Linked DNA regions of Mus musculus: all the other regions are linked to region 1. The links are chromatin contacts, called in public HiCAR-type and HiChIP or PLAC-seq maps. All regions are on one chromosome and are shown on one strand. The core of a region is the stretch at or near the end of the contact, and the rest is flanking DNA. Distances in the headings are between cores, read along the strand shown.

Region 1 (6,960 bases), core at 2,816-5,315:
AGTCAGCTGGCTGGTGGGATGGCTGACAGGGGTGTTGTGTGCTGAATTTCTTTCCAAGGAGGAGGAGGAGGAGATGCCAGCTCTTCTATACATCACCCTCTGCCACCTGCCAAGGAGGCGAGATACCGCTGTGGAGAAAACAGCTTTTACTTATTCCTTTGTATCAGGGCCTGAATGCAAGCCAGAAGCAGTGGGGTTTGGTTAATAAGCTAGCTGGAAATCATGCTAATGGGAGTGCCATTGCTGGGAGCCCTCCAGGCTGGGGAACGTGTGATTGAATGTTGGGGCTCTCAAGGAGTCGTTCCCCCCCCCCACCCCGTGTCCCTCCCCCATCCATTTTCCCAGCCATCCTAGTCCAGTCACATCAGCATGGCTGCAAGTGAGCAGCAACAGTGACAAGTGGGGGACAAGCAGAGGTCAGAATGGGAGTCACTGTGAGGTCTTTCTGTGCAAGCCATTACCACAGCCTCTCTAAAATGGTGGAAGGTGAAGGGCCTTAGGCTCTGAGAGAACAGAACAGTTACCAGTACCTGCACGCTCAGTATTTCCTGACAGTACTAGGTGGTGTTCCCTCAGAACAATGTCTTGTCAAGACATTGGCCAGAATAGATTCCATACATAAAGGGCCCATCATCTGCAGAAGGAATTCTTCCAGCCTGGGAGACATTGGGGTTTGACCTCGCCCACCCTCTGCGTGACCCTTGAATTATTGATCCTGGTTCTTTGCTCAGATCTGAGTTCCTTGCTGCTCCCATTATTCATGTCTCCTGGAGAACCTGTTACATTGTATGATGTACCTCAGACAGGCGTGTCTGTGGGACTTGGGTTTTACTGGAGGCAGATGTGGTAGAAGGTTCCGGAGAAGCATGGAGAGGCAGTTAGGCTCTTAGTAAACCTCGGAGGTTTACTACGCCAACTTCAGGGACAGCAGTGGCTCTCCTGTTTGTGCCTCTCCTCTCTCACCTTGCCCCCAGTTCGTGTCGGCATGCCCATCCCCGCTTTGGCTCACTCCTCTCCCTTGGTGACTAGTAGGTTTATGAGTCCAACAGACAGACTTAAGAGAACACTTGTGTTTTTTAAGGCATGGCTGGCCGCTCCCTCCTGAGTCATTGCCCTGCCCAGCCGCCTTTGGTGAGTTGGGAGGAGAAGGGGAGACTAATGACACGAAGAATCTTTAGCCTGGAGAGCCACTTCCTTGTGGCAAATCGCTGTGTGGAAGGAGCATTTGTATAAGAAGCTGGGGGCTTTTCCGAGGCAAGCCCTGTTCTCGGCATCATCGGCATTGCCTGGGACGGAGCAGGGCACCACGGATGTACTGAGGCAGAGGTCATGCCCTTTTCCTTCTGAGGGTCTGACTGAGAACCCCACAATAGCTTTGCTGCAGCAGCCTGATAAGGACACATCTTTCGAAAGTCATTTTTCATCCTGTTCAATAGATGCCCTTGGTCTTAACTGATCCGAGTGCTTTTCTTGGGTAAATCAGTCCGAGTGGAGAGTTCCAAATCAAACCCTGTTCACATCCTTCGCGATCACCAGGCTGTACAAGTGAGCGTGTATGCATACTTTCAGACTAGAGGATTCTCTCTAAACGACCCCATTAGAAGGAGAAATGCAATCCTCTGGCAAACTCCTTGCTTTCTGTCCCTTTAGAAAAGGGATTTATTGGGAGACAAGGCTCATGTATCCAAACACCGCACCTCCATCCTGCCAGCCTAGCGGATCTGTGGCTTTATTTATAATGTATTTACACAGCCCAGCAGCCATTGAAGATGCCTGCTTAATGAAATGCTCGGCTTGTATTCGGATGGCACTATCGGGAGTCATTATGAGTAAATACGTGTTCAGATTTATTTTCCTTCCCCCAGAGGTCTCTCAAAGGTCCCTGAAGGTAAATATTTGCATGGTGCCCGGTTTGTATTTCCCCAGCCTAATGTGGTACTGAGGTAAGTAAGAAGCCTAGCCTCCTTCCAGCCAGCTTGTTAGCATGCACAGAGACACTTCCCTCTCTGCTGCCTGTGGCATTATGACTGCCAGGAGACAGACAGCACCCGGGCTGGGCCAGCAGCCACTTAACCAGCTTAATGCACCCTTGGGCTTGCTGCATCTGAGCGACTGTACGCTGCCTTGGCGTCGTCAACTTGCAACTGATGAAATAATGCTTGTTCAGGAAGTGCAGTCCGCTGTGGATCTGCACTGCTGTCCCAGTGTTGGGGAATGCGGGGGTGGTGGACATAATTCTCAAGAATCCTGAGAAACTAAAGTCTCTTGAATTCTCAGAGCACTTTTTAGGAAGTAGAGCAGAGCTCCCATTCATATCATCCGTTTTTCCTTCAGACTCTTAATTAATATTCCAAAATCAACCAGGGGTTGCTAAGTCCAGGGTTAATTTTTTTTGAGTGATTATCTTTATTTATTTATTTATTTATTTATTTATTTATTTATTTATTTTGGTTAAAAGTAAAGTGACAAAGAATTGTAAAGTGCTATTAATATATACATTTTCTTGAATTGCAAATTAGGAGATGAAACTTAAGGTTACTTCATAAAAAATACGATTGGTCAGGGGCTGGCAAGATAACTCAGCGGGTAAGAGCACTGACTGCTCTTCTGAAGGTCCTGAGTTCAAATCCCAGCAACCACATGGTGGCTCAAACCACCTATAAAGAGGTTTGATACCCTTTTCTGGTGTGTCTGAAGTCAGCTACAGTGTACTTATGTATAATAATAAATCTTTGGGCCGGAGCGAGTAGAGTTACCAGAGCGAGCGAGCAGAGATCCTAAAAATTTCAATTCCTAACAACCACATGAAGGCTCACAACCATCTGTACAGCGACAGTTTGCTCACACAAATAAATAATAAATAAATAAATCTTTTTTTTAAAGCTATGATTGGTCATTTTAGAACGTGTCATCATCAGCCTAAAATGGGATTAAGAAGAGGTCTTGAGAATCTATTTTATGGCTTCATAGTTGAGTGGAGCAAACACCTTAGAAATTGGTGTGTGAAAAAAATTTACATTTTTAACTTGGACTCCAATATAAGGTGGGTAGTATTGTAGTGTACAAAATGCTATCGGCTCTTGTCTGTAGATTTGAATTTGGCACACAAATACTAGGCTAGACTGTGATTACCTGTTTTGGGGATCTGGAAAAGAGTGTGGCAGTTTCGAATGCCATTTGTATAGGAATAGCAGCTAAGTACCTATGAATGGGCCTGGCTGCTGCGTGGGGGAAGATCCAACTGTTAGGGTTTTCAGGTCATTGTGGGAAACTCAGGATGGAAAGCCCCAGCGAACATTTTTTTTTTCTGCTCCTTGGGAAACTTACCGCCTCTGTAAGGGGTCATCCCCAAATGGGAAGAGGGGAGAGCAGAAGGCCAGTGAATTTTTTGAGAAACTGGCAGCCCAGCAGACATTCCGGCGCCAGCAGGACACCCCTGGAACTGAAGGTCTTTGTACCAGGAATAAAACAGTACTTCTTCCTTGAAGGAGAGAGAGTCCTGCCTCTTGGAAGCGGTTGGTGGGACCCGGGTGTGGAGATTTGGGGGAAGGGCCTGAGGACTAGAGAGTAGAGAGAGGAAATCGAGTTTTCCAGGGCCAAACAAGCACATAGGAGTTGGAAGCTGACAGTGAAAAACTTTACAGTGACACTGGCAGACGCTTTAGTTAGGAACTCACTGAAAGGGTTGCATTCTTCTGCCTTAGGGTAGGTGATGGAATGAAAGCATTCCCTGGAGGAAGTCTGGACCACCCCTAGACTGCGGAATTGATGGGTTCACTTAGATCCTACAGGGAAGATCCGCAGTAGGCATCTGGGCCACACATTTTACATAACGTCTGCACGAATATCCGTCCTCCAAACTCCAACGCAGTAGGCTTCCCAAGCAACTCCATGGATTCTGTTTTCAGGGATAAAGGAATGAGAAGGATGCTCCCAGAGGAGAGGTATGGAGCTGTTTCGAGGAAGGCGGGGAGCCAGGTCGCGTTGTCTGGTGCAAGGCAGCCGGGCGTGGAGTGTGGCCAGCGGTGGGCAGCTGTGCAGCGAGGGCTCGGCAGCGTTGTCAGGAGTGGGCGTCGCGGGGAGAGCCGCGCTCTAGGACAGCTGGCGCCGCCGTAGCAGCGCTGAGAACGCTGACAGGTTCTGCAAATAACAGCTGCGGAACAATCTTTCTGTTTGGACAACGTGGGAAGGACCATTGTTCACAAATTGGTCTCTTCAATAACACCTGCGTGCACAGTTAATAATCTGTTGTCGGTCTCCCCCGGCTTTCAAAGACAAAAGACAGCAGCAGAGGGAGGAGCGAGAGGTGACTGGAGAAAGCAGAGCAACTTGGAAACCTGGCAGGGTGCAAGTAAGGACTCAGGGTCCTGTTCCCGGATCCACCTCGGTTGTTCGCAGCGGGTCAGCTTTCATTCGCCTCTACGGCTTTTATCCTTGCTGGCCACCAACATCGCAGCGGCAAGCATCATTTCCTATGCAGTTGCTAAGCACCCTTCCTTGCAAGTCAGCGGTCAATACTGCTAGAGTGGCCCCAGGATAGGAAAGGTCACACGTGTGTAAGTAAATCGAAAGGTTTATGAGACGCAGGTGGCTCATACTCCTGAGAGCGCAGGATTAGCATGTCAAAGTCAAAATGGAACAGAGATATGTGAGCCCCGCCTCCTGTGTGCACAATGCTTTGCAAATTTAGGATGGTATTCTTCCTTGCACTCTCCCATTCAAGCTCCAATCACGATAGCATGGAGTCGCCCAGAATACAAGCTGCATCCTAACAGAGGAGGAACAAAGTGACCAAGTGGGGACTTGGCTCTTGTGTTTGCTGGCTTACATCCTGTGTCATGTTGCCTTCCCTACACTACTTTGTACAAAGTGTTGAGTTATTTGCATTTTATTTTGGCCTTTTTCCTGCCTTTCCTACCAGGCCTAAAATTAGGTAATAAGCTCATGGAGACATGGGACTGTATCTTTCCCATCTTTTCTGTACTGTCCAATGTGGTTACCTGGTCACAGTGATCAATAGGGTCCAAGTTCTGTTCCCAGCCCTGATAGCAGCTGGCTGCCTGTAACTCTGGCTGCAAGGGGTCTTATGCCTCTCGGGCACATGCACTCACGTACACATATGAAAACACAAATTTGAATAAAATAAATATTTTTAAAATATGAAATGAAGGCAATTGTATGCTAGCCATAACTACTGAATACCTCCCCCCCCCCCCCCCCGTATGGTAGTGCATACCTTTAGTCTCAGCACTGGGGAGGTAGAGAGGCAGGCAGATCTCTGTGAGTTCAAGGCCAGCCCAGTCTACAAAGTGAGTTTCAGGACATCCAGAGCTAGATAAAGAGGCCCAGTCTCAAACAAAGCAAAAGAAAAGAAAAGAAAAGAAAAGAGGAGAGGAGAGGAGAGGAAAGGAGAGGAGAGGAGAGGGGAAAAAAAGAACATTCTTGGGAGGCAGAGACAGGTGGATCTGTGTGAGATGGAGGCCAGCCTGGTCTTTAGAGCAAATTCCAGGACAACCAGGGCTACACAGAGAAACCTTATCTCAAAAACTAAACAAAACCCAAAATATGTATGTGTAAAATAGACTTAACGAATCACATAACATGCATATAACATATGCAAATAAAATTATTAAAACATCATTTTACATAAAAATCTGAGATATATAGAGAGAGTTAAATCTAGTGAATTTGGTGTTTGACTCCAACATTAAAAACTACAAAATACTGCTGGGAGTAATAGATTATATGCTCATGGGTTAGAAAAACTTGATTTCATTGGACGATATTTCTCTGGATGGAGAGATGCGCCCATGATTAAGAACACTTGTTGATCTTGCAGAGGACCCACAGGATGACTCACATCTGTAATTTCAGTTCTAGGGGTTATAATACCCTCCTCTCCTGAACTCCATGGACAGCAGGCAGGCAAGTGGTATACATATATACAACAGGCAAACCACTTGTGCACATAAGAAAATAAAATATGAAAATGTTTTAAAGATATTTCTCCTCAAGACAAAGTTTTAGTAGAAACTGATAAGTTGGCTCTAAAATAGATATCGGAATCCAAAGAATTTAGAATAATCTAAAACTATATTGAGTAGAAGTATAAAGATGGAAGATTTTCATGACTTCATCTCAAGACATACAGCCCCAGCAATGAAGATGGTCTGGGTCAGCTATAGAGTCTACAGCAATCGTTCTCAACCTGTGGGTCCCAACCCCTTTGTGGAGTTAAATGACTCTTTTCCTGGAATTGCCTAAGACCATCTGAAAACATAGACTTTTTTTTCTTCTTCAATATAATTTGTAACCACAGCAAAATTACAGTTACAAAGTAGCAATGAAATAATTTTATGGTTGGGGGGGGTCACCACAACATAACCCTATTAAAGGGTCCCAGCATTAGAAAGGCTAAGAACCACCGCTCTAGCTGAAGGTACTGGAGAAGGGCTAGATCAGGGAAAGACTGCGTAGGAAAGAGTTGAAAGAGGAGCTTTGGTCTGCTAAGGAAGAACTTGTGAGGACAGAGAAAAGGTATCATGGCAGGCAATTTTTCACTAATTAGTTTGCTGCCTCTCGTGTGTAAGACAATTATTTTATGAGAGAAGGTCCTTAATGTCTCTTGCTTAATCACTTTTAATCCATTTACAAAGTTCTAATTAATAAATAAGCGTGTCCTGCACCTAAAACACTTTCACTGAGTTCAAATCCAGCATCCATTTCTCCTCCTAGGCATGGTACTCTGAGTTCTTTATGGTGAGCTGTTCTCTTCCCTGTTCTCTGTAGAGCTGCTTCTACTCCTGGCACAATGGAATGGCACAATCTACTTGGCCCAGGAATAACCAAGGCCAACAGCATTTTCCCTGGCTTCTCTGATTGCTTCCTAGGTGGTCACGTGACCTAAGCTGAGCTAGCCCGAATGATTCTCACAACTGAGGAAAAGATTTCTAGTCCGTG
Region 2 (6,960 bases), core at 1,558-4,057, 240 kb after region 1:
CTCCTGCATTTGACAGGATGGTGTTGTAAGATACCTGAAATTCCTGCCCCAAATATGCTTCCTTTGGCAGATGGATTTGAGCTACAGGCCACTGGAGAAAAGCAGTAGACAGTGGAACAGCTATAAAAATAGGTTGTTTTGTTAAGGATATTTCAATTTATAATGACTTATCATTTCTCTAAACAATCATTTCACTATACTATATTGGAGATATTATATGCTGGGATTCAAGGCCACTTTTTTTAAAAATTATCATTCCCCAGCTATACAGCACAAATATATGAAATAGGCATCTTTTTCTTGTTTTTGTTTCTTTACAGGGTCTGATGCAACAAAGGACTTAATGTTAGAATAGCCTTAAAGACCCATTAAGAAAAAAACAAGCCGGGCGGTGGTGGCACACACCTTTAATCCTAGCACTTGGCAGGCAGAGGCAGGCGGATTTCTGAGTTTGAGGCCAGCCTGGTCTACAGAGTAAGTTCCAGGACAGCCAGGGCTACACTGAGAAACCCTGTCTCTAAAACAAACAAACAAACAAACAAACAAACAATAAACCAAAAAAGAAAAAACAAAAAAACCAAACCAAAACCAAAAAACCCTCTAGGGGCAGGAGAGATGGCTCAGTGGTTAAGAGCACTGACTGCTCTTCTAAAGGTCCTGAGTTCAATTCCCAGCAACCACATGGTGGCTCACAACCATATGTAATGGGATCTGATGCCCTCTTCTGGTGTGTCTGGAAACAGCTACAGCAGTGTACTCATATAAATAAAATAACTCTTAAACGAAAGAAAAACAAACCTCCATCTGGTGAAGGGGCTAGATTCTCTGGCCTGGGTGGAGAGCTAACATTGCAGTTGGGCAGTGTCAATCACCTGGCCTGGGACTGCTAGGAAAGCAAACTCGCCTTCAGCTATCCTAAATAGGTAGAAGAAATATTTTGTCCTTTAATGAGATATTGTACTTTTCCTTCCCAGAATTCCTCCTTCCCCAACACTGTTCCTATAAACCACCATGAGGTACTGGGTTGGAGTCAGAAAGGCACAATTTTCCCTTTTTTCCTCCCTCCCTTTACCCCCTCCCTCTTTGATGCTGCTTTTTCTGATACTTTGGGCTTCCTTACCCTTTTCTCTAAGGCCCCCCTTCCCACCCTGTGGCAGACCTCCATCTGACCTCCATGCCAGTAACTGGAGCAGCATAGGTCTTTTCGTTGGTTTGTGCTTTTTTGTTTGTTTGTTTGTTTGTTTTCTTTCTTTACCCCATTCTCCTCCTCCAGGCAGCTGCTGAGATGCACAGCTTGTTTACCTTGGAGGTTTTTTTTTTCTTCTTTTAAACTTTAATAAAATTATCCTTGAGCTTCCACTTTAGTCTATTCTTAAACTCTTTTCTAAATGAGACTAAGAACCCCAAGAGGAGACCACAATTTCTACTGGATACTTGAGGAAAAACAATTTTTCTTTCTCTAGAATCAAAACCACTTGCTTTTGTTTCCATGCGGACAATATCCCCGCTTTGTGCTACACACAGTTTGTTGGATACAGAATAACAGCTTTCTTTAAAGGGACTCTGATCTAATTTCTGTTTTTCTGTGTATGTTGGGGGAGGGTGGGCAGGTATTTGTTTCTTTGTTTTCAGATAGGAGTCAGAATAACAGGCTGGCATGATTTCGGATGACCTTAGAATTCTCACCTCCCACATTGCTGCTTCCACTTGCAGATCGCTGAAATTATAAACCTGGGCCAACACAATGTGGGGGGGTGGGGTGGGGGGGGTTGCTTTTGTTTTTTCTTTCCTTGTGCTGGGGATGAAACGCAGGGCTTTGGATATGAGCTACATCCCAGACTTCATGATTTGTGTTTTTTCAAAACCCAATAGCGAGCGGGGCAGTGGTGGCGCATGCCTTTAATTCCAGCACTTGGGAGGCAGAGGCAGGTGGATTTCTGGGTTCGAGGCCAGCATGGTCTACAGAGCGAGTTCCAGGACAGTCACGGCTATACAGAGAAACCCTGTCTCATAAAACATAAACAAAACCAAAACAAAACCCAAAAGCGACCAGCATGGAGCTATGAAGTGTTATTCGGTGTGTATTCTACATAATTGATAAACTTCACACGTGGCAGGATAGTTTTCTTGCACCTAAGACACAGCAAATGTTAGGGTAGTTGGATGGGGACTTTACAGTGTTCAGAAGACAGACGTGATTTTCGTGGGGTTAGATATTAAATATGTTCTAATTCTACATTCACTATCTCTATACATTGAAAAGATGGAGCAGGCACATTGTAACTCTAAGATGAGTTAACAGAAAAAGAGCGAGTAGTCTTTAAGTACTGTGGCAATATTGCTTGCATAAAGTGTTTCAACGCGCTCTTCCCGGGACTTTCGTTGCTGTGGAATTCTTTAGAGCCACACCCCCAAGTTCAACTCTTGTACCACTGTTCGGCTGCACCTGCAAATCAAGGGCTTGCATGATCCAAGGGCAATGAGAACAGGCTCATTGCCAACGATCTCGCACAGCCTAGAGCTTTTCCGCTGAGACTGGGAGGGCGGAGGAAGTACGAAAGGGTGCAAAGGGGTGCAACACAGCGCAAGCTGGATCGTTTAAGCCGGGCTCCCACGGCGGCCACTCGCTCCGGGTGGTTTCAGCTGCACCACACCCCACAAAGCTCAGCAGCGCTCCCTTTTTTTTTTTCTTTCCCCGCCTCCGTCCTCCCAGGGCCCCGCCTACATGGGCGTGTCTTTAACCAGGGGCGGTGGCTAGCGCAGCCTTTCGCCCTCCTCCGTGCTGTCCGTGCTCCGCCTACGGGGGCGTGGTTCCAGCGAGGGGGCGGTGGCCGCAGCGCTGACAGCAGCTCCCCGCCCCCGCGGCCAGCCACGTCCCGCACGTAGCGCCCGGGCAGCGGCATACAGCCGCAGGTTGGCGCCCGGAGCTCCGGCTCCTCCGGCGGGGCTCGGTATGAGGCTGGCAAGGCTGCTGCGGGGCGGCACGAGCGTCAGGCCGCTCTGCGCCGTCCCCTGCGCCAGCCGTAGCCTGGCCTCGGCCTCGGCCTCGGGTTCCGGGCCGGCGTCGGAGCTTGGCGTTCCGGGCCAGGTGGACTTCTATGCGCGCTTCTCGCCGTCGCCACTCTCCATGAAGCAGTTCCTGGACTTCGGTGAGGGCGGCCGCTGGGCCGTCGGGCCTCTGTGCACGGGCCCCGTCCTCCCAGGCGCACCCCTCCTCCTCCCTCGTGTCGCCCCCCCTGCGTCTTAGGTGCTTCCTTCCTCCTCGGAGGGAGCGGGCGCTGGAAGGCCGGGCACGTAACAGGGACGTGCGACTATAGTGTGTTTAAAAAAAAAAAAAAAACTACAAACCCAAAAAAACAAAGCAGGGGGCCCGCGGCTGCAGCCTTCCGCGCACGTGCGTAGGTGCGCGCTTGGGGACCTGGTGTCTTTGGGGATGCCTTGCTCAGGTTCAAGGCCAGGGCTCAAACTGCTTCGAGGGTGGTGTTCTGCAGAGGCGAGATCGGTGCCAGCACAGTGGCGATCGTTTGGAGTGGCGTGATGGCTGGAAAACAAGTTACTACTGGCCCAGTGCTTTCCTCGCCAGTGTTTTCACCGAGAGCAAATTCGTTTCAACAGCAGCCAGTCTCAAGCACGTGTAAAGTGCATGGTCTTGTCTGTGTGTAACAGATTGCAGAACTGCAGAATTAGGCCTTTGACTTTTGGCTTCTCATCAGGAGTAATGAGGCGGAAAGGGAAATGCTTAGAATAAACTCTTAACATTGAAATCCGAAAGTTCTGGAGTAGAAAAAGTTATCTTCTGTGTCGTGCTGCCAGGTTATAACATGGTTAGCACGCACGAGAGATTAGTGGTGGGGGTAGGTACTTTATCTTAAAATTGTGGTTTGAAGTGACAGGTGCTTTTCCTTGTGTTTCTTTAGTAAGGGACTATGAAAGGCCCCCGTTTTGTGTGTGTGTTTTGCTTTTATTTGTGAATGCCTGTACTGTGGTGTAGCAATGTTCACCTTGTTCATGAATACGCTATTAAACTTTGGCAAGATGCTTTCCTTAATAATACTGCTACTGTTGACAAGATAGTTTTCTGCTAAGGTTCCATCTGCGAGGTCCACTTAGTTTCAAATGGATTGCTGAAATGTGACTTTTTTAGTTCAAGTGAAGGTGCTTGCCAGGGGAGGGACACTTATCAACTCTTCTGCCAAACATCTGGATTCAAGAGTGGAGGAAGGGGGAGGTGATGGTCTCAGGAATCAGACAACTGAGCTGGTTCCACTTGATGGTTGGTGATACTGTGTTGATGGTCTTTGCCTTCTGTTGCCTGAAAACCTCTGTACTGACTGTGTTCTGGTGGTATTTGTTCTGGTGGTTAGTATTTGTGTCTAGTCAATGACTTGGGTCAGAATTTACTCAAAAGTCGAGAGTCAGGATTTCTTTCTTTTCCTTTTTTTTTTTTTTTTTCTTCTTTTTTTGGTTTTTCGAGACAAGGTTTCTCTGTAGCTTTGGTGTCCTGGAACTCACTCTGTGGATCAGGCTGGCTTTGAAATCAGAGAGTTCCTCGTTCTTCTGTCTCCCAAGTTCTGGGATTAAAGATTCCAGCCATTACTTCCCAGCAGGAGTCAGAATTTCTAAAGGCAGCAGCAGTGGGGTATATAGAATTGGCCTTTCCCAGTTCTCTTCACAGGCCCTGAGCCTTACTGCAGACAGCTTACCTGAATCCTAGTCATCCTGAAGTATAACAAGTACCTACATGGTTGTACTGAGCATACATGGTTGTACTGAGCAGTTGGAATTTCAGGAATTGGAAGTCAGTTTGGAATCAGGATTACTTTATAGACCGGTTAGTTCAACTGTGCCTGGATATATCTTTGTTTCCTAGTTCCTTCCTCTCACTATGGTAAATGTACCGTTGTGGCCTTGCCAAGTGACTGACTCTCCTTTTCTCGCTCCGGCTACCGGTGCCTGTCACTCACTGCCTGTCACTGTGCTTGGTTTCAGGGTCAGTGAATGCTTGTGAAAAGACCTCGTTTATGTTTCTGCGACAAGAGTTGCCTGTTAGATTGGCAAATATAATGAAAGAAATCAGCCTCCTCCCCGACAATCTTCTCAGGACCCCATCCGTACAGCTGGTGCAAAGTTGGTAAGAGCCCATCTTTTTTGTTTTGCTCTGGTTCTGTTTGTTTGTTTTGAGATGGGGTTTCTCAGTATAGGCCTGGCTGTCCTGGAACTCACTCTGAAGACCAGGCTAGCCCCAAACACAAAGATCTCCCTGCCTCTGCCTTTGAGTGCTGGGAGTAAAGGCGTGTGCCACCACTGCCCAGCAAGTGTCCCATCTTGTGTTTACAATTACAGTGGACTTGTGAATTTTATCCAAGGTTAAAGAAAATACTTTTACATATTTTATTTGTTTGTTTGTTTGTTTTTGAGAGTGTTAAATTCTAATGAGAAAAGTAGTTACTATTTGTTAATGGCTATATATTTAGATACACATTTCGTTTTATTTTTTTCAACCATGCCTGGTAGGTGCTACTGACTCCTTTCACTGGTGAGGAAGCTAAGACCTGATACAGTCTTTGTCCAGGTGTGAGCACAGACACTGGAGCCCTGGGTTTCAATCCTGAGTGTGTCTCTCTTTGTTGTACCATGGTGTCTCAGAATGGTAGTGTGTATCCAGGGCTGTGTGTACTTTATTATAAAGTGAATTTATGTTGGTGAAGTATATCTTTTTCTATATTACAAAGGCTAGGGGATGGAGACGTAGTGTGGTAGAATGGCTGTCGGCATGCATTGGGTCCTGGTTTCAACCCCTAGCACTGCATAAACCGGAGGAAGTGGTACACACCTGTCATCCCAGCACCCTTCGGAAGTGGAGGCAGACGAATCAGGAGTTAAAGGTCTCACTTGGTTGCATAGACCAACTTACTCTATTCTAGGCCAGATTGAACTATTTGAGATCGTGTTGCAGACAATAAAAAGTTACAACTTTTCTTCTGCTTTTTAGTAACATCTGTATTAATGAGTTCAGTATGATGATGATGTAGTATGCACACAATCTTGCATTGATCAGTTTTTAGTAACACCTGTATTGAGTTCAGTGTGATGATGTGGTATGAACATACGTTCTGCACTGGTCAGTTTTTCCCTTTTAAAAATAAAAGTTATTGTAATTATGTGGAAACTGCAATTTTGCTAAAATAATAAGGTTTTAAATTAAAAAAAAATTTTTTTAAGTGTATGGATGTTTTACCTGGCTGTGTATCTGTGCACCAAAGGTGCCTGGGGCCTGTGGAGGCTAAACAGAGGTACCAGGTTCCCCTGGACCTTGGGTTACAGACATAGGGGTGCCAAAAACCAAACCCAGGTCCTTTGGAAAGAGAATGGAATTCTCTTAGCCACTGAGCCATCTCTTCAACCTTATAATAAAAATTTTAAGGATATACATATTTTTTATGTGGCTACCTGTCCGCATCCTTTATTTCTAATATTTGTTTATTTTGAGACCATCTTCCTGCCTTCACCACCCTAGTGCTGGGATTATAGGCACGTGCCAACCACAGGCTGCTTGTTAATTTTAGAGTGTTACTAATTTTGTTTTAAATTACATTTTACAGTTTTTCTCTTTCTCTGTCTCTCTCTCTGTGTGTGTGTGTGTGTGTGTGTATGAGAGAGAGAGAGAGAGAGAGAGAGAACCCATGTGCTTGGATTCTTGTGGAGGTCAGAGAATTTGCAAGAGTCTGTTCTCTCATTCCACTATATGGTCTCAGGGCTCAGACTTTGTCAGTAGGTCGGAGGACTGGCGCCTTTACCCACTGAGCCATCTTCCTGGTCCTCGGTCCTTGTCAGTTTGAGACACTTGTTTTGTGCAGGCCTGGAGCTCAGCATACAGACCAGGTTGACATGGAACTGGCAGCGATTCTTTTGCCTCTACCTCTCTGGTATTACAGGGATGTGCTTCCGTGTCCAGTTACT
Region 3 (6,960 bases), core at 2,082-4,581, 180 kb after region 1:
ACCTCCGACCTAGAACTCAGGAGTGAGCTCCTCTCTTCACTGCTGGGTTGTGCTGTGCCTCGCTTGGCTGCGGCACAGCATCGTCGGAACGCCTGCCTCTTAAAGCATCAACATTTATTTTCTCAGTATCTTTCAAACTGTGCTTTGCAGGTGCGCTTCACTGTTAGGGCCAGGCTGTCGGCACCCAGTGCCTGTGCAGAGTAGGGGTGTGTTTATGTGCTCTTAGTGGGTTGTCATGCCTCTGGGATGGATGGCCCAGAGGCGTTAATCTTTGACTCTTTTTTTTGGCCTGTAGTTGACTCAATGGAGATGGCAAGTGTAGGCCTGTCTCATTCAATTATAAGGTTTACCTCCACGGCCTGCTCTGTTTTCTTTGCAAGATTTCCAGTGACTCATGTCTGTTGACTGACAGTGTATTTTAAATTACATTTTTAATGTATTATAGTTGTATGGTACAAAGAGTTTGTGAAGTGAAAGTCACACTCTGGTGCTTGGTGTACAGTAGCCCTGCTGGTCCTAGAGGAGGCCATTGTTCTGCCAGTTTCCTGTAAAGGAAAAAACAAAACAGCAAACCATGGTTTGGATGTGGTGTGTCCCCAAGGGCACTTGTATTGAAAGTGTGGTCCTCTGCAGGCCGATCAGGTATTATTTCATGGGATCATTACAGCACCCACTAAGACATTTAGATCATTTCATATAGTCTGTGTTGATACCGAGATAACAATACATACACTCCTGGAACTCCCTAGGTATTTCTGATTATGGTCTTGCTCTACCTGGCTGTTATGGTACAGATGACAAGGTGCAGGTTTTCTGGAAATAGTAGCTATTACAGGCATGTACCACATTATCTCAGTAATAACAGGCCCACAGACAACTAACCAGGCATGGATGAGTGAGTAGTACAAGGTGTGAAGGTATGGGAGTACTTCCATCCTAGTAAATATTGCTCCAGACAGCTCGAGTGCCCCTCTGCACTGCTGTGGCCACTCTGCATGGGAAACTCTGATGCCCACCACCCAGCTGCTAATGGGGAAATAAGCTGTCTGCAGTAGGTAGCCTCTGGGCTAGCTAACTGGTTCCTAAGCCACTCTGGTCCCTAAATACTTTGTAAATATCCAAGTGCCACAGAGTAGTAAATGATGTCATTGTTTAAATAACTTTGTTTGGTGTTTGTCACATTTGTGTTTAAATTTGCTCATGTTTCTCTTCACAGTATTCTACTTCTAAATCTAGGTTTAAGAGAAAGAGACCCAGCCAGGCGTGGTGGCACACACCTTTAATCCCAGCACTCGGGAGGCAGAGGCAGGCGGGTTTCTGAGTTCGAGGCCAGCCTGGTCAACAAAGTGAGTTCCAGGACAGCCAGGGCTACACAGAGAAACCCTGTCTCGAAAAACCAAAAAAAAAAAAAAAAAGAGAGAGAGAGAGAGAAAGAGACCCAGCTAGGGATGTAGCATAGTGGCAGAGTGTTTGCCTACTGTGTGCAAGGCCTGATACTCAGCAGGGCAAAAAAAGAAAAATCCCCAAAATCCTCTTCGGGTTTTATGTTTTGCTTAGTGCCTTCCTGGTCTAGCAAAGCTTGAGTGTCTGGTCTCTGGTATTGGGACTCACTATCTAATCTTCCCACCACTGGGGCCTCAGCCTTATCGTCCAAGATGGCAGAGGATGACAGAAGTGAAGAACAAGCTATAGGTGCATGCCCCCCACCATACCATAACGTCTTAAGGAGGGGTCTCAGAAGCAGTCATAGATGCCTCGTTCAGCAGGACCCAGTGTGACGTGGCCAGGGGGAATGGGGCCTTAGGGAATTTGTCCTCTGGGCAGTCTTAACGCCCAGCTAAAAGCCTTTTACCATGGAAAAAGAGGGAACCTGTACTTGGCATGGGCCAGCACCCCTGGCACCACTGCCAGCTGTATTGCTTCTGTTATCACAGTTAGAAAATAAGCTGTGCGAGCATATTAATTTCCTTGTTAAAACAGTGAAAAATATGGATTTCCTAAGCTTGTAAAAGGTAGTAGAGTAGGTATGGCACTCAGCCTGGTGTGAGCGTGTTAGATATAACTTATCTCTTCCTGGTTTTCATTAAAAACATTTTACTGAAGAATGATGAAACCTGATTATTCTTTCCTTTGCAAATGAAATATGAGCTCTTTGCTAGCATCTACTAGGAAAACTTGACTGATTATATTGCTCCTGTGTGTTGGCATATGTAAAGATTTCCTGGTCATTACCTACTTGAATATAAAATATTAAAAATGATAAGTAATTATAAAGTAAATATTCCCTTAGCAGAAATTTACTAGACTGCCGCCACCATGTGTCAAGGGTGAAGGTCACAGGTCCAGATGTTTACAGCTTTCCAGGCTGGTTCCTTGAAAGGAAGATTGAAAGTCTGGACTCCTGTAAAGGACAAATGTGATTTGAGGACTGAGAAGTGGGTCATCTGATCACTTGCAAGTCTAGGACATGATTAAATTCCACATTTGACAGGCTCTGGCAGCCACTTTGTGAAATCCCAGAGTTGTTTGGAGATATGCCTTAAAACTGGGAACTTTCCAGCCCAATGGTGGTGGCGCACGCCTTTAATCCCAGCACTTGGGAGGTAGAGGCAGGCGGATTTCTGAGTTCAAGGCCAGCCTGGTCTACAAAGTGAGTTCCAGGACAGCCAGGGCTACACAGAGAAACCCTGTCTTGAAAAAAAAAAACAAAAAACAAAACAAAAAAATAAAACCCTGGGAACTTTTCCTGTCTTCCCTTTTCTGATTCCAGAAGTCAGAGTTTTTATTGCAGCCCTTGGATAGTATCTTGCTGTTCTGAGTTGCTTTGTCAGCTAGGGAACACTTTCCAGTGCATTAGTTTATTATTTTTAATAAACTGATAAATAAACTAATAAATCATTTTTAAATGAATTAGTTTTAGATTTATACTTTGAAGTTTGAGTTGAGTCGAAATGGAATTCGTGACCGCTTTAAATATGGCCAGTGTTTATTCTGACTTTCTTAGTGTTGGTATTCCTTTCCTTAGAGGTGACAAAAGTCCTGATTGTCAGGAGATAAGCAAATGTTGGTGGTCCAAGGTCACATCAAAGACAGATGCAGAGGTAGAACCAGAACTGTTCCCAGCCCCTCTTCCATTTTAGTCTGACCACTTGCGCAGACATTCCATTAAATGTGAGTCAGTGGCTGTGATCTTGCTTTTACTCCCACCCCGGTATGAGGTAGAGGTTTCTGAACCGTTCGGTGTTATAGTTAATAGAAACAGGTTTGGCCTTGGATGACCCTTTTGCCTGATCTCTGTTAGTCAGAGACACGCCTGTAGGAAACTGCACAGGTCAGGTAAGAACTAGAACCCACAGGCTTAGCTGGTACATGCGTTCCCGGGTCACTGGCACCTGGGGCTAGTCCTAGCATGCTTTTTCAGAGAGACAGGGGAAAGGCTCTTAGTTTTTGAAAAGGCCACAACCAAATTACTGGTCCTGTGATCTGGTTAAAGGCAACAAGTAATTTCTGGGAGCTCCTGGTGGGTATAAAGCACTTAGTAGGCCTTAATTATAATCGCCTCTGGTAAATAAATATTCTTTTCAAGAGTTCATTGGGGTTTTGGGGTGATGCCGTCAAACCAAGCCAAGAGTAGACTTAGGGATTTAGTGGTTCAGCACAAGATCTGAGAGCTAGGGAGTGCTGGGTACAGCTCCGTGGAGTTACTTATCCAGCTGTTTGACCTGGTAGGTTCTTGTCCTCTTTAACCATGGGTCCATCCACATTAGTGAAGTGAGAGGAACTGGTTGTGTCCCTGGGCTCAGAGCAGAGTCCTGCTTGCCTTATGGCAGCATCCACAGGATAGCTCCTGTTGTTAGTGCTGTAACAGCTTGTTGCCCTTATTTGGTGGTGAGCACGTTGTCTTGGTGGGAGGTTTCTGGTGTTTTGAATGGAGGTTGTGGCTTATCAGCTTCTGTGTAAACATGAAAACACGAAGGAGGTGAGCAGATTGCTGGAGCTCCTACTGGTCCAACTGGATTGGCCAGTTAAGGTAGTAAAAAGGGCTTTCTTTTTCTTTTAATTGTTGCTTTTGGCCTTAGGTTATTAAAAACTGGGCCCAGATTCCTGTCCTCAAGGAGGTGATAGTTAAGTTGGGGTGGGAGAGATGCTGGCCCAGCGAAGTTCACTGTGAGAAGGTGGGGTGTGGAAGGCAGACTCACAGGTAAGGCCAGAAGCTGTAGCCTGGGGATGGTTAGAGGAAGCAGCTTTCCTGTGTGTTTACTGGGGAAGCTGGATATTGGGAAACATGCAGAGGTGTGTGCTAGGGTGTGCCTAGGAACTGAAGAGAGCAGGGTGCCTAGGGTGGATATCGGGGTGTGGTTCCAACATGGAGGGATGGCTCCCAGTTGTAGCTGGAAGGAAATGGCTCAGCAGGAAGAGCCTTGGGCTTGAAGACCTACCCGTGTCAGGAATGTCTGAGTCCTGGGTTCTTTATCTGTAAGATGGAGACAGCTATCCTCCAACTGCTTAGAGATCCACGGACGAGAATGTGATTGTCGAACGTTCTATAAATATGGGTAGTTTGTGTATTATTTGGGCTTTCCGCCAGCCATATCCAGAGATGCACGAGCAGCGTGTACCTGCATCCACCCTGGAGGCTAACGAGGTGTTCAGTGCTCATCACACCAGCATTGAGAACGGCAGTGACTTTTGCCTGGAGGGAAACTCAAGTTTTACCAATATGCATGCGTTTAGTTCCCTTGAAGCTGTTTCGAAATGATTTCTTAGGACTGATAAAGTAGGACACATTGAATGGGATAATATTTGCTGGGGCGCAGCCCTGTGCCGACAGACATGCTCCTGTGGGTGCAGAGTTCTCGAGTTCACCAAAATGAGAGAAATGATGATTTTGTAGCTCTTTTAAAAATGAGAAATGTGGGAATCTAGATTTTAAAATATATGTATATATATATGATTATGTACATGTGTATAAATGAAATGTGTGTATATGTGTGCACAGTTTATACACACACACACACATGTATAAATATAAGGAAGCAGAAAGGGGACTATTTGGAGGGAGGAAAGGAACCAGGAATAAGGGAAAGTATGGGGGTGGAATATGACAAAGTAAAATGATGTATGTGTGACAATGTTATTAAAGTTAGAAATAATTTAAAGGCAATTATTTATGTGAGCTGCGAGTCCAGCGGCCGGCGCAGGGGTGCATGGCTTGGCGTGGGCAAGTTTTAGTGGCTCCTTTACCTCTCCCTGTGTAAGAAAGGCACAGGGGGCATGCAGCAGAATAAATTAATTTTAGACAGTGAGTAAAGGCCAGATTTCCCATTGATCTGATTAGGCTAGTGTGTATATATTGATCTGATTAGGCTAGTGCATCTGCATTGACCTGATTAGGGTATTGTATATACTGGCAATGCCTAGGGGGTTGGTGAAATAGTGGGGTCATTCTTGTTAGCCACTGGTCCTTCTGTTACTGGACTCCTAAAGAGTCTCAGCTGAGAGGAAGTGGGGTTACTGGAAAGATCAGTGGAGCTTTGGTGACTACACAAATTACCCATGTGGGAGACTGACTATAGGACTCCTGGGCAAAGCTAGCTCTCCAGGGCCTGTGAACCCACACTGTGTCTCATCACACAGTGTGACTTGGACAAGGTGCTCACTATGCAACTGATGCTGCATGGGGCACATTCCAGCCAGCTTTATGTCTGAGGCTGGGCTGACCATCACCAGTCTTCGAACCAGAACCTTTTTAAGGTGGGGAGGGAGAGTGGGTATTGAACTTCAGGCAACAGGTGTGAGCAAGGCCTGACCTGGTGACAACTAGGCTACAGCCAGCCATGGAAAGGCCTAGGAGCAGATCATTTCATGGGATAGTTTGGGGACGCAAAATGAACTCAGTACCATGTAACCTATGTGGAAAGGCCTAGTCCGCCCCCCCCCCCCCAAATGCCTGTCCACAGTTGGAGAGATCATAGAAGACTTGGAAAGATGGTTTCCTTTTGCCCCTGAATAGCTGCAGCCTGGTTAAAGGAAGTGGACTTTCTGTTCTGTATCCACCCTCCCCCAAGCCAGAAATGATAATGTAAGAGAGAGCTGGGAATGAGGAGTCAGAATCCATGGATGCCAAATGTCACTATCCTCCCCACATCTGCACAAAGTTTAGCTACTCGTGATTAACAGGAAAAGCCCCATTGTTTTGCTAGGAGTGGGTGCAGGAGACTATTCATGTACATGTTCTACCAAGAGCCATCTCTTCAGTTTCTTTGTTGCCACGGGCATTGGTGACTGATGGCCAACTAGGCTGCTCTTCCCATAATGACTTTGTGAGTCCTAAAGGAAGTGTGACCAATATCAGCAAATCTCCCGTGCACACCACTGCCTCTAGCTCCTCGACACTGTAGAGCGGGACCTGGAAGCTGCTGTACACACAGCTCGAGCTTTGTTTCCTTATTGTCCCCCAGGACCATGGTTGAGCATCAGGATATGACCCCTGATTCTTCATGCACCCCGTGGCTAGGACCTCTGAGTACTACTACACTTAATTTTGATATATCAGTCTGGCTGGATGAACTTCTAGGTTCTTTCTTTGATGGTCTTAAACTTCATGAGAACCTGGAGTGATAGCCGTGATGCTACGAGAGCCTTTATACGTATGAGCATCAGCCAATGACTGACACTCATTGAATAGGTGATGGTCAAAAAGGGGTTCTCAGAGAGATAAGGGCCAAAGAACAAAACCCACAGAACAAGCAGTGGGTGGAGGAAAGTAATGGAGAAGGTAAAAAGGCCTCCAGAGGCACAAAGGGAGCTTCAGGAGAGTTCGTAGGTGGGACACACAGAATTTTGAGGACATACCAAATGCACAAAATACAGTTATGTAAAAAGCACACCTGGAATGAGCTTCCAGGGGCTTAGCAAACACGGCTGCAGAATTCTAAGATGTCAGTAGAAACACTGGAA
Region 4 (6,960 bases), core at 1,485-3,984, 160 kb after region 1:
TGGTCTACAGGCTGAGTTCCAGGACAGCCAGGGTTACATAGAGAAACCCTATCTTCAAAACCAAAACCAACCAGACAGACAGACAGACAGACAAGAAAGAAAAAATGGGAATTAGTGACACAGACACACACCTGTAACTGAAGTACTTGGTGGTGGAGTCAAGAGGATAATGAGTTCAAGGTCATCTTCAACTATCTATGGAGTTCAAGGCCAGATTTCCATAGGAAGCAATGACAATCTTCCAAGAGATTCTGTTAGGAGTCTGAGAGTTTGACTCAACACCAGGGATGTTTGGCTTCCTAGGCAGGAAACAGGTGGAAGACAGACAGGCACAACAACTGATAGTTTCTTACCCAGTACGGGCATATTCCAGAACAAGCGTCTCAGCCTTCTTCAGACCAGATTTCATCTCTACAAGTACCATTCGATTTGCACTGTGCATTTGTAATATTTAAATTTAATTTACTGTAATTTAAATGTCAACTTGAGGATTGAAATCAAGAAGGTAACAATGACCATTCATGTATTATTTGCCAATATGTCTAAGGAAGGGAATGACGGGTTCTCCACAGCCTAGAATTAGTCTTAGGAGGAGGAGGGATGTTCAGAATGGCCATTGGCTAATAGGACTTGAGCATGACTGGTCAGAGGGAGCAGTTGCAGTACAGGGCTTGGACTTGAGTGGAATCTGATGGATCTGGGACATATGCGCAGGGTTTGGCTGTTCAGCACAGCTTTCTTAACCAGTTCAGAAGTATTTCAGCAACATGGCAGCTACATCACTGGCTCCTGGCTGAGAACTACCTTGCGATTAAATGTTTAAATGTCAACTTGAGGATTGAAATCAAGAAGGTAACAATGACCTTGAGGTTCCTTATGTCCAACCATCATCAATTGGACCTGTCTTTCAGGGATAGTGGTTGCCATACATGAAAGAAGAAAACGGTTGTGAGTGACACCCACTAAAAATCACACTGCTGATATTTTCTACCTCACTAGACAGTCATTTCTAACAGTTTCTCAATGTCCTTCAGAAGCGCTTGTTCAAACCGTGTGATCTTCAAGATCTCGTGTGCATTTAGATCCATTATACCTCACCCAGGGCAAGATGTGAGATTACTAGTTGTTTGGGAAGTGGCACATCTGCTGGGGACTCACTCTGGCAGCTGCTGCCACCTGTGAAGACCACACGTGATATTCACATAGCTTCTCTGAGTAGCTCCAGCTGTTCTCTTGGTACAGATGTAGAAGGACGCTTTGGGTCTCCCTTGGGACTGCACCCTGCTTCTATTTCCTATGCATGCCTGTTAGGTTCCATGGAAAGGCCCTTTCCAGCATCAGGAGTGTACAGCCCACTGTGATTGTTACCCAGCTCTGGGCAGTTGGTCCTGACTTGTATAGAGAGTTGGCTCAACACAACTAGAGGGAGCACACCACTAAGCAGTTTTTATCCATGGTCTCTGCTCCAGGTTCCCGTCCTGAGTTCTATTATCTGGAAATGTAAGATAAAACAAACTCTTTTCTCCTCAGGTGGCTTTTGGTTAAAATATTAAATTACATCGATAGGAGACAGGGTAGAACAAGGCCCGTTCAGTAAGTTACTGAAAACCAAGACCCTATGCACAACATACATGTTTTTAAGAAGAAAATCGATTATATTAACATATGTCAAAATGTTAACATTTTTTTCTATAGTAATAAATTGCTTCTTTATTGACATACATCGAGATCTAGCAGAGTAGCTACCTAATAACAACTGTAATTTGAAACATCTGCAACAACCAACTTTTCTGGATAAAACAGTATTTTCTACTGATAATTGGGTTGTTGGTACAGTCTCCTGCCTTTGTGGTTTACTGTCTACATTCATAAGAGAAAACATGCTAATCTAAATGTCAGAGGATAATAAAAAATGGTTCACTAAAATGTATATTGTTTGTTCTCAACCAAGTTCTGAGCGTCCCTGAAGCAAGTTTTTCTATCCTAAAATAAACATGCCTCAAAAGCCAACACCTCGCTGGAAAGCCCCACCCTATGCCCGCGAGACTCAAGCCTTCAAGCCACCCACACGGACCTCTAGCTGTCTCTATCTATGCAGTTCTAACTAGACTAGGAAACTTAGGGTAAGAAAAGGGGACAATAGCTAAACTCCAGGGCCCAAGATAGAAGGACTCAGTGTTCCCTACCTAGAGATCTTCCCACAAAAATCTGAGTTGACTTTTTTCTTTTCTTTTCTTTTCTTTTCTTTTCTTTTCTTTTCTTTTCTTTCTTTCTTTTTTTTTTTTTTAAAAAAAAAACCAAAACTCATCAGCACAGAGAAGCCCGCTTCCTAGGCCTGAATGAAACAGTGTGTTTTTAAGTAGCACAGCAACGTTTTCGACGTTTGGGTCCCTGGGGAGCCAGCGAGTATGCAACATCAAGCCAACCCCAAGAGCTGGGCATACTTAGGCGCGTCTTGAACCCTTGGAGAACGGATGTCTTTGCAAGTCAGCCCTATGAGGCCCGCAGTTCAGTGACAGGTAGAAAAAAAGCCTGGCTAGTCTTGCCAAGCTCCGGGACGCTTCCGGGCAGGTGGCGGGAAGGTGGGAGGGCTGCGGCGGGTGCGCCGCTGCGGGGCGGGGCCGGCAGGGAAGGTGCGTGTGGCGGGCGGGGCCTCGGGAGGGGCGGGGCGGGGCGGGGCGGGGCCGGAGTCCCGGTCACTCGATAAAACGCTTGAGAGTCTCCAGAGAACAACGGGCTCATTGAGCAGCAGCTAGCTGCGGGCGTGGGGGAGCGGCCGCACAGTGAGCGTGAGCCGGCCGGGGGTGGGGCCGCGCGCAGGGGCGACCGAGGCCAAGTGGCCGCAGCGGCGCGCCAGGCAGCCCGGCCCCGGCCCCGAGCCCGCGCGCACAGAGGCCGCAGCAGCTCCGCGGGTCCCTCCCACCGCGCGCGCCCATGGCGGTCGCGGGCCAGTTGTGCCTGCTCTACCTGTCCGCGGGGCTTCTAGCCCGGCTGGGTACAGCCTTCAACCTGGACACCCGCGAGGACAACGTGATCCGGAAATCGGGGGATCCCGGGAGCCTCTTCGGCTTCTCGCTCGCCATGCACTGGCAGTTGCAGCCGGAGGACAAGCGGCTGTGAGTTCCCCGACTCTTCCCATCCCCACCGGGGCGCCGCGCTGCGCCAGGGAGAACGAGGGCGCGCCCTGCTGCCGCCCGTCCCGCGTGCCCAGAGCCTATCCGTGGGCTAGCCCAGCTCGGCTCTGCTCTGCCCTGGCCTTCCCTACCTTGCCCTGCCCTGCCCTGCCCTGCCCGCTCGCACTTCTTCGGCCCAAGACTTGAGAGATCCGGGCCCGCCGCGCCCTGCACACGGCGCCTCCCGGGAGTGAGGAGAGCCGAAGGGACAAACCCCGGGCCCGGCCCCGGGATACTTGACTTTCCCCCTCCCCTGAAGTGCTTTCCGCGGTTCTCCACTTCGGGCTTAGTTTGCAGGGACCCCGGCAGGTGGCACGCTTTGCTGAGCTTCACGTGTGCACTAGGGACAGTGATGGGACACAGGGTTGCGGGAAGTCTTCCAGGGAAATGCAGGCCTTTCTCCAACTCTCCGACCGTCCGGTCCCCTCCCTCGTTCGCGCGCCGCGTGGAAGTTGGGAAGCCACTTTTCGCTGTCCCGTATGACTTTCCCTGCAGAGTGGGCTCTCCTGCAGGAGATACTTTAACATGCTTCTTAAAAAGCACCTGTTCCTCAGGACTAGCTCAGCTGTGAAAACAGGCTTCTTCGAGTCGGTGTGCTAGCTCCCCCTCCCAGCTCCCTGATAGATCAGCAGCACTCAAGGATCCTCCGGCCCCAGTGCTGGGTGGGCCTCACGGAGGAGTTAGAGCAAAGTGCCCCTTCTAGGAGGGACTTAGAAAAGAAGGTTCGGAAGTGACAGTCATCCTCCCAAGTGTTTCTTCCAGGAGAAAGCGACTGGCTCTGCCTTTTAAACAGTGTTGGCTCCCACATGACCCAGTTCTTTGATTGGGGAAGATTTTCTGGAGCTTAGTCGCCCAGTCGCAGTGGGGTTAAATTCTTGATCCATGCTCATTCCCACAACAAAAGGTCCTCCTCCCCGCCCAGGTCTTGAGTTGAACCCAGGTCCTTCCAGGACCAGCAGACCGGAGAGAACAGAGTGCAGCCAAGGGGAAAGGAGAGGCCAGAATTATTTTAAACTGGAGAAAACTCCCTTTTCGGATATTTAACAACTTTGGGGTTTGTGCATATTGTGGACTTCAAAATCTTAAGGTCAGATTTTTCTGATACCACCTGCTAGGTGAAGCAGAAGTCTATTGTGGGTGGGATAGTCCCGGGCAGGGAGGGGGTCTGACTCTGCAGGCGTGGCATTCTCCCGAAAATAATTGTTGGTCAGCTGTAAATCTGAAGTGAGAGGGTTTGTTTGTTTGTTTGTCAACTCAAGAGGATGACATTTCAAATCTCAAACACTATTCGAGAAACACATACATTTACCCATGGAGGATTTGAACTTAGTATAGAAGTGACTGTGGGCCAACAGAGGGAAAACATTCTTTGCCTTTATTTAGCATTCTGTCTGTATCAGACCACAGAGATTGGCTTCCTGGATGGACATGTCCAAGCAGACATTATAATGGGGGGAAACTGGGGCAAGAAATGTCCTGAGGACAATGATTTCAAATTGTGCCTTTAGCCAGGAATCACTGTTGTCATTAAGGTGAGCAGCCTTGGGCCTGCTAAAACTTGTCACTACCGCAGGGCTTCTCTGCTATTACAGCTGCTACAGGTCCTCCCAAGACAAGTTCTGGTGCCTTTAAAAAAAAAAAGCCATAGAGCAGTGTTTCTCAAACTGTAGGTTGTGACCCCTTAACAGCGGTTGCATATCAGATATCTATATTACGATTTATAAGAGTAGTAATATTAGTTATGAAGTAGCAATGAAATAATTTTATGGTGTGTGTGTGGGGGGGGGAGTCATGGTGTATGTGTGGGGTGACCACAGCATGAAGAACTGTGTTAAAGGGTTGTAGTGTTAGGAGGGTTGAGAACCACTGTTGTAGAGGACGACAGATGGGAGTACCAGGTCAGACCCTCAGATGAGAAGAGACCCATGGCAAGGGGTACTGGGCCACACCCTAGAACCTAGAGGCAGAATCTGCATTCCAGGAGGCTGTGGGTTCATCTTGTGATATACTCTCCCAGGTTCAAGAATAGCATCAATCCTCTGAGGAGAGTCATATCATGCCCATGGCTTCCTTTTACGGAGAAGAAGGTGGGTGTCAGTGCTAGCCAGTGAGACTGATGGGACTCTGGGCCCAGTTTCCAAACTCAGTGACAACATCTCAGGGACCTGGGGATAGACAGCTGAGTTTAGGTTTCTTGGTCATTGGCACTGATAACCATTTGCTTCGAGCTGTGGTTTCTTCACCTGTACAGTGTAGGTGTTTCTGGGTTGTTGTGAAGATTAAAAGAACACGCAAAATGCTTAGTGTCTGCCCGGTCTGCCCAGCATGGACACCTGTTGGCTAAATGGAAGCTGTTGATAGCGATGCATTTAAAAGTAGAATCTCTAGGCCTACAGTGTTAGATGCCAGCTGCCATACAGGTGTGGTAAGTGTTTGGTGAGTCTGTGATCACCTCACATTAAAACCGAAGGCTCTTGTTTTAAATTAATATCCTGAACTCTCAATCAGACTTATGAACACCAAAGCAGCTAAACTTTACTCCGCCTTAGATTCATTGCAGAAGCAAACTTCTTGAACTTATGACTTTGAGGCAGAAGATAGGTGGGCGGGCGTATAAGATAAATGCACAGCTATAGAGAATGTATCATAACATATCATAACATATCATAACATAAGGCCTTGTCTCTCTTTTCTTTCTTCCTTTCTATTATTTATTTTGGATTTTAAACTTCCTATAATGCCATCTATATATTCAGTAATAGCTTTAGTTAAGATTTTATAGGGAGTAATACTGTGTCTGAGAGCCCCCAAAACACACTGGATATTGCTGATATTTGGGGACTGTCACATTGGATTAGGCACTTTAAACTTTATCTATGTTTCCCGGAGATAAATTACATAAGACTCCAGCAGTTATTAAGCAGACAGCTGAGTGACTGAGGTTGGGTTATAAGCACTTTAATCCTCCCTCTCCTTGGTAGGTGGGGCCCAGTCATCTCTAGCCGTGGAAGGTACAAAGTGATGACTGAATAGAATCTATCCTGTGACTCACTCACTTGGCTCTCTTCTGGGCAAGGATGTATCTGTGTATGATCACCTGGGAGGAGCTGCGTTCATGGAGAGAAGTCTGCTTCACTCCTAGTCTTCATTTTCTCCTTTTGGGTTGTTCGTTTGTTTGTTCGGTCTCCTCCATATTGTCTGAGCGCATCCCAGGCCTACTGTTCTCTCCTCACTTGGATGCTTGTTGACTGTTGGACTTACTCAATTGTCGGATGTAGCTGGAGATCATGCAGTCCATTCGACCCCTTCGTAGATGGAGAAACAGGAGCTGAAGGTCATGAAATGTCTTACCCGAAGCTTTCCAGCTACTTAGGCAGAATCTTAATCAAGATCTGGTTGTGAAGGTGGTATTTCTGGCTCACGCCTGTGCTCTTTTTGTAAGAGGAAACCTCAGAAACGACCTTCAGATGTGGAGGCATTGGCAAGCTGCTGAGTTCTGGAAATGTATTACAGTGTGTTGATTCATTGAACTGCTTCCCATGTAGGTCAGGGCTATCTATTTAAGTATCAGTACATGGACTCTCTTCCTAGTCACCCTCAGCCCAACTGGCTATGGGTCAAGCTCCTTCTGACAGCTAAAGGATGCGACCTGACGGCCTCTCGCCAGGGGTCAGAGGATGTGCACCCAGGCATTTGCTTCCTTGATCTCATTCCTACAACAGAGTGAGTGGCTTGGGGCCATCTTCTAAGAACTGCTGTGTCACCTTGAGTCCCAAGAGTAGGGAGA

Evidence for each region. HiCAR-type assays count read pairs that join an accessible place to other places. HiChIP or PLAC-seq counts read pairs in DNA pulled down with a chosen protein or histone mark.
Region 2: a contact with region 1 is called in a HiCAR-type map of embryonic stem cells, with 2.9 times the contacts expected there. The contact joins the promoter of Pdk1 here to the enhancer-like site in region 1. A contact is called at or near these places in 1 of 39 promoter capture datasets (embryonic stem cells), 1 of 484 Hi-C or Micro-C datasets (forebrain), 8 of 115 datasets of contacts at active chromatin or transcription factors (the 230-238 cell line, T-cell acute lymphoblastic leukemia, embryonic stem cells and 1 more) and 2 of 9 other capture datasets (embryonic stem cells and liver).
Region 3: a contact with region 1 is called in an H3K27ac HiChIP or PLAC-seq map of embryonic stem cells, with 8 read pairs. The contact joins two enhancer-like sites. A contact is called at or near these places in 1 of 39 promoter capture datasets (hippocampal neurons), 4 of 15 datasets of contacts at CTCF or cohesin (embryonic stem cells, hippocampal excitatory neurons, large pre-B cells and 1 more), 16 of 484 Hi-C or Micro-C datasets (the HPC-7 cell line, bone marrow-derived dendritic cells, bone marrow-derived macrophages and 7 more) and 37 of 115 datasets of contacts at active chromatin or transcription factors (the HPC-7 cell line, Th17 cells, bone marrow-derived dendritic cells and 24 more).
Region 4: a contact with region 1 is called in an H3K4me3 HiChIP or PLAC-seq map of embryonic stem cells, with 35 read pairs. The contact joins the promoter of Itga6 here to the enhancer-like site in region 1. A contact is called at or near these places in 2 of 39 promoter capture datasets (the 3T3-L1 cell line and hippocampal neurons), 6 of 484 Hi-C or Micro-C datasets (bone marrow-derived macrophages, cerebral cortex, cortical neurons and 3 more), 28 of 115 datasets of contacts at active chromatin or transcription factors (the 230-238 cell line, the HPC-7 cell line, the SCID.adh cell line and 19 more) and 4 of 9 other capture datasets (adipose tissue, liver, macrophages and 1 more).

What each region holds. Positions count from the first base shown.
Region 1 is chr2:71,625,501-71,632,460 of GRCm38.p6, forward strand. No RefSeq gene overlaps it. Among named protein-coding and RNA genes, the nearest start is that of Gm36909, 27 kb to the right of the region's middle. Within about 2 kb of position 4,066, at least 83 of the 459 cell types and tissues checked have an H3K27ac peak or open chromatin away from gene starts, as enhancers often do. A contact at or near this core is called in cerebral cortex, cortical neurons, differentiating embryonic stem cells and 9 more, where this site is marked.
Region 2 is chr2:71,870,417-71,877,376 of GRCm38.p6, forward strand. It overlaps Pdk1 (pyruvate dehydrogenase kinase, isoenzyme 1), which reads left to right and starts at 2,808. Exons shown (of 11, transcript NM_172665.5): 1 at 2,808-3,149; 2 at 4,990-5,131. The coding sequence starts at 2,954.
Region 3 is chr2:71,802,025-71,808,984 of GRCm38.p6, forward strand. All of the region lies in intron 1 of Itga6 (integrin alpha 6), which reads left to right. Among named protein-coding and RNA genes, the nearest start is that of Itga6, 19 kb to the left of the region's middle. Within about 2 kb of position 3,332, at least 61 of the 459 cell types and tissues checked have an H3K27ac peak or open chromatin away from gene starts, as enhancers often do. A contact at or near this core is called in differentiating embryonic stem cells, embryonic stem cells and trophoblast stem cells, where this site is marked.
Region 4 is chr2:71,784,205-71,791,164 of GRCm38.p6, forward strand. It overlaps Itga6 (integrin alpha 6), which reads left to right and starts at 2,735. Exons shown (of 26, transcript NM_008397.4): 1 at 2,735-3,116. The coding sequence starts at 2,935.